Regions from separate parts of the Danio rerio genome. Here region 1 is linked to region 2. Evidence: chromatin contacts called from public Hi-C data. All regions are on one chromosome and are shown on one strand. Each heading gives the region's core, a stretch centred on a gene start, on an enhancer-like site or on the middle of the called end of the contact. The rest is flanking DNA. Distances are from core to core; before and after follow the strand shown.

Evidence for each region. A called contact is a pair of places that touch in the nucleus more often than the background predicts.
Region 1: a contact with region 2 is called in a Hi-C map of embryo, with 1.7 times the contacts expected there. The contact joins the enhancer-like site here to the promoter of unc5b in region 2. A contact is called at or near these places in 1 of 18 Hi-C or Micro-C datasets (embryo) and 1 of 4 datasets of contacts at active chromatin or transcription factors (gastrula embryo).

The regions. Positions count from the first base shown.
Region 1 is chr13:32,563,623-32,567,774 of GRCz12tu, reverse strand. The region is part of intron 1 of unc5b (unc-5 netrin receptor B); the gene reads right to left. Among named protein-coding and RNA genes, the nearest start is that of unc5b, 49 kb to the right of the region's middle. Within about 2 kb of position 2,659, at least 8 of the 62 cell types and tissues checked have an H3K27ac peak or open chromatin away from gene starts, as enhancers often do. A contact at or near this core is called in gastrula embryo, where this site is marked.
Region 2 is chr13:32,514,923-32,518,809 of GRCz12tu, reverse strand. unc5b (unc-5 netrin receptor B) reads right to left here and starts at 2,104. Exons shown (of 17, transcript NM_001111149.1): 1 at 1,768-2,104. The coding sequence starts at 1,855.

The sequences.
Region 1 (4,152 bases), core at 1,410-3,909, 48 kb before region 2:
GTCAACTTTTTTAAATTATTCACGTACCGCGTGTACACTACTTACATTAGTCACGTGACTCTGCTCTGTTTGTTACTATTTTGTTACTTTGCACTACATTGATGATTTACGAAGCTAATCAAGATGCATTGAGACGGCGTACTTTCATTACATACTGCATTACATTGAAATGATTTGTTAATGTTAAATGTCTGTAATAATCGACAAAAGTGAATTTACGTAGATAGAATTCCTGCAAACGCAAGCTTTTTCTTTAAAAAATAAGTTAACACATGTAAGAAATAATGTAACAATAACACTCTGTGTAACAGATTTGTAAAAAAAAAATTAAACAGCTTTCTCAGAATTATTTAACTATATGAAAAATCCGTTTTGACATCTAATTGTGCCCTATTTTAAATCATTCATTATGGACAAATAGGTAAAAATGTGTGGTTTGAAAGAAAGTTGCAAAGTATAAAGATTTATCTATTATTATTTTTGCCTTGCCATTAAATGATAATCATTTTAAGCATAGAAATAAATAAATAATAATAAATACCTTGTAAATAAATTGACAAACAAATAAACAAATAGGGCGAAGTAGTGGCGCAGTAGGTAGTGCTGTTGCCTCACAGCAAGAAGGTCGCTGGTTTGAGCCTCGGCTGAGTTGGCGTTTCTGTGTGGAGTTTGCATGTTCACCCTGCATTCGCGTGGGTTTCCTCCGGGTTGCTCCGGTTTCCCCCACAGTCCAAAGACATGCGGTACAGGTGAATTAGGTAGGCTAAATTGTCCATAGTGTACGAGTGTGTGTGTAAATGGGTGTGTGGATGTTTCCCAGAAATGGGTTGCGGCTGGAAGGGCAAAAGTGTGTGTGAGTGTAAATGGGTGTGTGGATGTTTCCCAGAAATGGGTTGCGGCTGGAAGGTCCATCCGCTGCGTAAAAACTAGCTGGATAAGTTGGCGGTTCATTCCGCTGAGGCGACCCCGGATTAATAAACGGTCTAAGCCGACAAGAAAATGAATGAATGGAATAAACAAATAAAAAAATAAATGAATGAATAAAAAAATAAATAATTTCATACAGTTTATTAAGAGAACATAACAAAATAAGTTGTCTATTCAACTCCTATGTGTCCTCTGAGCAATATTTGTCGAGTTTTGAGTGAACTATCCCTTTAAATCTTGTGTTTGTGGGTGTCTACAGTGTTTCTGGGTATTGGACACATTGCATGGGAATGGTGTGAAGATGGAGAGGCCATCAGTGCTCTTCTTCCTGAGCTGCTGACTCTGTATTGGGGCGCAGCTAGAGGGCGCCACCCCCCACTGAGCCCATTTATCAGCCCCCATCAATAACTGCCCCATTGCACAGCGCAAACCTCTCTCCCCCAACACCACCTACTGCATGAGAACAGACAGAGACCCCTAAATCATCAATCAACCCCAGACAAACATCAGGGGGAGAAAGAAAGAATGAGGGAGATCATGTGAGTGCTTTTTAGTCACTGAAACAAACAGGTCTTAACGTCAAAGTCAAGAGCGGGCACCTCACGTATGTGTGTGTGTGTGTGTGTGTGTGTGTGTGTGTCTGAATGCAGGGTTGCACTGGTGCTGATCGCTCTACATGTGTGTGGCTGGTTGCCATGACGTTTAGTCACATGGACTTGATCTCCCAGAGGACCTTTAGTTGATACACAGATCTCCATGGAACAGAGCAGCACTGAATTTTCCATTAGCCGCCTCTCTTTTCTTGCTTTCTCTCAAGAGAAGCTATGATTATTATCATTATTATTAATATTGTTTTTGCAAAAGACAGAAGCACAAAAAAAATTAATAGTTAATCAGTGTCATATCAGGATGGGAGACCTTTTTCATCTTGGAGTCAAGCCGAGCTCCTGTGCCACATTCATGTCTATGTGTTTGGATATTTTGCTTTCAGGTTAACTCCAAAAATGCTGCTTTTTAAATGAGACCCTGGACCACAAAACCAGTCACCTAAAACGAAATTACATCATCTAAACACAGAAGCTTTCCATTGATATATGTTTTTTAGGGCCTGAAATATTTGATGAATATGATATAATTTAAATATTGAGAAAACCTCATATAAAGTTGTGCAAACTATGCATACTACTACTCAAAGATTAAGCTTGTCTTCATGGAACATGACTCATTCATTCATTAATTTTCCTTCAGCTTAGTCCCTTTATTTATCAGGGGTGACCGCAGCAGAATGAAGCTGCAACCCAGCACTGGGAAACACCCATACATTCTCATATGCACACACTTATACCCTGGGGTCAATTTAATTTATTCAATTCACTTATAGTGCATTTCTATGGACTGTGGGGGAAACCAGAGCACCTGAAGGAAACCCAAGCAAACACGAGGAGAAAATAAACACTTCACACAGGTGTGTTAAAGGAAGTTGGAGCTAAACTATGCAGGACACTGGCTCTCCAGGACCAAGTTTGGACATCCCTGTTCTAGACCCACGTATCCATGAGTAAGGTTTTATATGCGTTCAAGCAATAGCTAAACATCCGGCTATTTCACATGTATAGAGAGCATTTAAATAGTTCCTTTAATGCACCTTTACCCCCAACAAAAACCCTACCCCCTTCCCCGAGTGGAGCTGTGGAGCCAGGCTGCTTTAAATGGGTGTAATTAGATGAGAAGATGAGCAGCATTCCTTCCTAAGGGCAGGGTGATTACAGGCCCTCTCTAGACTCCCTACAATTACCCACTCTACTCCAAACACACACACACACACACAAACACACACACACCCACACACACACACACACAGAGGAATGTTCTCAACAAACTACTCCACCTGATTACCACTCAGTGCAAGGACGTACAGAGGACGACACACAACCACTCCAAACCTAAAACCCCAATTTTGAAGAGACAATCTGAACGCTTTGACCTCTGACCCCCGATGTCATCAGACACAAGCCTCGGTCAGTGACGGGGTGATGTTCAACATTTCAGCAACTTCCCTTCACCCTCCTCCTCCTCACCTTCATCTTAAAGCACGGACACAGACTCTGTCTTTGTCTTTCTTTCAATATATCATATCACAGGGACTGTTGTAATTATAGAAAATGGTATGTTGAGAGACGCTCGCTCCGTCGCTCGCTGCAGATTATAATGAAGAGCAACCTGTGAGTCATTCAGTCTTGTTCTGTGCTCAGAGTCAAAGACTAAAACGTTTATTTTCAAACCTCTCATTTCTGAAACATTCATTAAGGGACTCTAGCATTTATCGCTTGTATCCAATCATTTGCAGACTATTATACATTACGAATAGCAATAAAATGGCCTGTGTATGCACGTGTATACACAAACACTAATAATAAATCATGTGTGTTTTCTAGAAGAAACCCTAATGATAACAATAATAAATCATTATCATGATGAATTCCTTTAGGACACATTAGACTCATGAAATGGGCTGGAGTAAGTCTAGTTTTCTGATTCAAAGTCAGTGGATTGTGTTGGATTGCAGATAGTTGAGAGAAACTAAGTTGTGTTTCTTGTTAATATAGAAAAAAACAACATATATAAATATATTCCTATTAGGGCTGCACGATATTGGAACAATCTGACATTTTGATATTTTGTTGCAAAGATATACAGTGCTCAGCATATACAAGTACACCCCTCACAAATCTATCTTTTACATTCATATTTTTAATAGGAGGCTTTATAATATTATATTTGTGCATATACTACATTAGATTTGTCAGTACTGAAGCCAAATCTGAAGCTTATCTAATGAAACAACTTACGATAATGGTCCAAAAACTTTTTTTTCCAAATTTTTAAATTATATTTTAAGATGTACAAGGGATGCTCATTAGTAATGCTAATTATCAACCAACAAGCGCTGTTCGATAACCGAATAATAACGGTTAACTGGTCAGATTAATATTAAATTATTATTAAATAAAATTAATAATTGACGTGTCTATTTTGTGTCTGACACATTAAATATTGCATTTTAAAATACCGATTTATTTTAACGTGAACAACAGCATACAGAACATCAGAACAACAGCACATCTTCAAGCACCTGCAGGGTATCCAATAGCATACAAAAACAGAATAAACAAAATAAAAATAATAAATTAAATAGTCCAGCAATAGATATTTTTTTACCTAAAT
Region 2 (3,887 bases), core at 855-3,354:
AACCTTTTACTTCCATAGTATTTGTTTTTCATACTATATATGTCAATTATTACAGATTTTCAGGCTTCTTTAAAATATCTTTTTTTTTTTTTTTTTTTTTTCAACAGAGAAAAGAAAGTCATAAAGGTTTGAAAGCACACTGGTGAGGATAAATGGTGAACTCATTTTCATTTTTGGTAAAACTATCCCCTTTAAATTACTTTTAGGCAACTGCTAAATGTCCCAGATGCATCTATATAAAACTGTTGGGTTTTTTCTATAATAGACTCTTCTGTGAGTAGTTTATTATAAGAAAGGACACTTAAACTACAATACACACCCGTTTCCATGTCTGAAGTTAAATCATCCTGTCCCTTTTCTTTCCAATTTCTCTTTCCCATTGGAAAACCAATCTACTAAACCCTTCAAATGTGCACTTCTGTGTCAATCTGATTACATATGTGGCCATAGTGCAGAGAGGGAGAGAGATTTCTTTCCCGCTTCATTGCTTCCCGTCACTTCTAAGGTCAGACAGAAGGTAAGCTAGCCTTCATGCAGAAACAATAACACATCACAACATGATCTGCTCGTGAATATTTCTCCTCTGTATGGGAAATAATATCTTGAACTTGTCAGATGTGTCAGCAAATGGTTTGGTTATTTTATTAGATCGTTTTCAGTATGATTTTCTGATGAACCTGCAGTGCAGCCGTTGCTGACAATGTAATTTTGTTACATCCAAACTATTCTAAAGTCATTGGGAAGAATCAACTTTTAAACTTTGTTTGAAAAAATAAACTACTTTTGCATTAAATTCTTTATTCCCCACTTTTAAAAAGACAAAGAAACTTCTACCAGCTCCTAATCAAGTTCATGTGCTAAACGTAACCCTAAGCTACATCAATCAGAAAAGCAAAATAACAGACAGGAATGGATTTTTAAGCTGCACACTATAATTCAGAATTCACTATCTCTGCTTTCCCTCAGATGTTGTTTCCCTTTTTTACTAGGTTTATTTTTTCTGTCTTTCAGGAGCCAGGAAGGCATTGAGCTAAACCTTAATTACTCCAAGAACACCAGGGGTTCTGCTTTTTATCCGCTGCTTGGAAGCTCAGCACGGCAAGCAGAAAGAGAGGAGATCAACAGAATATTTCCTCTCTGAAGGGAGAGAGAGATGAGTGCACATGCAGCAGTCACATCCCTTCATCAGATTCTTAGTTATTATTACCTATTACACTGCCTTACAACTCTAGATAGATAGATAGATAGATAGATAGATAGATAGATAGATAGATAGATAGATAGATAGATAGATAGATAGATAGATAGATAGATAGATAGATAGATAGATAGATAGACTCTATATGAGTTTAATATTTAAAATGAACAGTGCCACCTGTTATAATTCAAAGATAATGCATAAAGACATTTAGCAAAGTGGATCAACAAAAGCCATTACTGAATGGATTTTTCCTCCATGATTCTCGTGGAAGGTTGTAGCAGGCTTTTATGGAATATTATAAAGAATTAGGTCTAAAAAGCATACTGTAAGCGACCTATGAGTCATCTGCTTATTTCTGAAGAGAATCAAAAGGCATCATTTATTCTCAATAGTCGACCAATATCCTGAGTGACGACCTTATTATCTCCAAACTTATCTGTGTTTTTGGGTGTGTGTGTGAGTGAAGGCTACGTGAGTTGATAACGCACTTCTGTTTTCCCGTACGTTTCATTCTGAAAGTATAAGGAAGTGTTTAATATTAAGCGTTACATTTAACCGGCTCGTACCTGCATGTATTACTAAGGTTGAGCTGAGTAGAAGTAAACCGAGCAGGGAGGCGGGAGACTGGTCGCGGTGTATCCACGTTGAGAGCATCTTCACCCGGTCACGCTACTGCCAAACGCCCCCCAGGTGCTCTCGCTCCAGTCGGCTGAAGCCTCGCTGAATCCTCCGTGAAGGATACTTCAAATAGTGTGAAATATGGAGACGGGTTCCTCCTCGAACTTTACAAACTTATAAAAACAGGCTGCACCGTGGTGGTTTTTAATAGAAACCTGGTCCAGAACTTTCCCCAAAATGTGTAAAAGCTACAGTTTCACCAAATGTTCGCTCAGGCACATCGCAGACCCCGTCCGTAGTGAAACGCATCAACCAGCGTAAAGTTCATCTCACTTACAACTCCACTGAAACAAAGAACGCGTTTCTCTCTGAAAACAGTGGATAAAGCGAAAACAAAAGTACTTGGCAGCTTTTATTCCTGTAGCGGCGAGAAGAAAAAGTTGTCCGTAAGCGTTAAGCATAATGCCATCGTTGTGAGATGTCCGCTGCTATCTGTGGAGCGCCATAGTCCTGACGCTGCCGCTCGTCTGGATCTCGAGAACTGAGTGTAAACACACGGACACGGGTATGAAGCGCGAGCCTCCAGACTCTCATCTCCCATCAGCCAATCATCAACCTTCACTGAGCCACACTGAGCGCTGGAGAACAGGGACGCCAATAGAGATGTGAATGGAAACACAGAAATCCCGGAGGCGGATTAAGGGATTCGGGGAAAGGACAAACATTCATATTTTTTTCTTAAAATAATAATTATTATAGCAAAACAGAAATTATGGAGTAATTTAAATAGGCATATTGGTTTATTAATGTAGTGTGAGCTGCAGTACTTTGGCATTTATATATAAATATTATCATTAGACTTTTAAATTATTATTGTTACTATTATTATTATTATTATTATTATTATTATAAATTATTATTATAATTATTTATTTACAAAAGAAAACGTATTTAGAAAGCAATATAAAGGATTCTGGTGAGAATTAGCTACATTCTTTTGACCTTTAGCATGTAATTATGTCTTTAATACAGATCTACTGTAATTATGATTAATTAAGGGTGGTTTGATAATGACGGATGATTATGATGTGTTAATGTTAGTTTCAGGATTAGTGTTAGTAACACTATCACAATTCACAGTCATGCCTCCCAGCATATTTTAGTCAGGTTCAGTGCATTAATGAACTTCTTGTTGAGACCACCACAAGAGGGCGACAGTTCATACATGTGCTTTCCGAGTCCATTCAGAAGTTGAATACAGGCTGATTGTCCATTGTGTCCACTTTGTTTCATTTTGTTATCCTTACAGAAGACTGCGGTCAGAGCTGTCTGGTTTTGGTTGTGTAAGCAGGAACTAAAATCTAGACAGGTTATTCAAACTGCTGTCCAGGATCGGAAGCAGAATCGTTTGAACTGCAATTACTATGCAGGGCCATCTTGGAGTCTGGCAAGGGCAGCAGTTCCTGATCTGCAGGTATTTCTAAAGCAGATAGCTAAAAATGCACCGCAAACAACAATTTAAATTTTCAAGAGAAAGTAAATGTTTTTCGTTTTTAAAAAGATTGTTGGGAACTTACAACTTTTGATTGTTTGTTTATTTATGTATGTATTTATTTATTTATTTAATTTTATTTTTCTTCAGGTTCAATGTTAAATTCCTGAAATATGTATGTACATATGCATGCGTATGTAAAAAATGTAAAACAAACAATCAACTAACTAACTAACTAACTAACTAACTAACTAACTAACTAACTAACTAACTAACTAACTAACTAACTAACTAACTAAATAAATAAATAAATAAATAATAATACTTTTTGTATGCCGCATATATACTGTAACTTTACAAATACAAACTCACAAGGAGGTACTTATTTTGAATAAGTCAGTGAATGGAATTTCAATATGATAGAGTACACAACAACTCTTGCAGAACCTTCATAACTGAATAATAACAATAAGCAAAAACCCACTGATGCACATTGTTTGTTAATCATGTTGTAGATGTGGGGTTAAAAAAAAACTGATTTTGTGTACATTGCTAACTTGGCAACTTGCAGATATT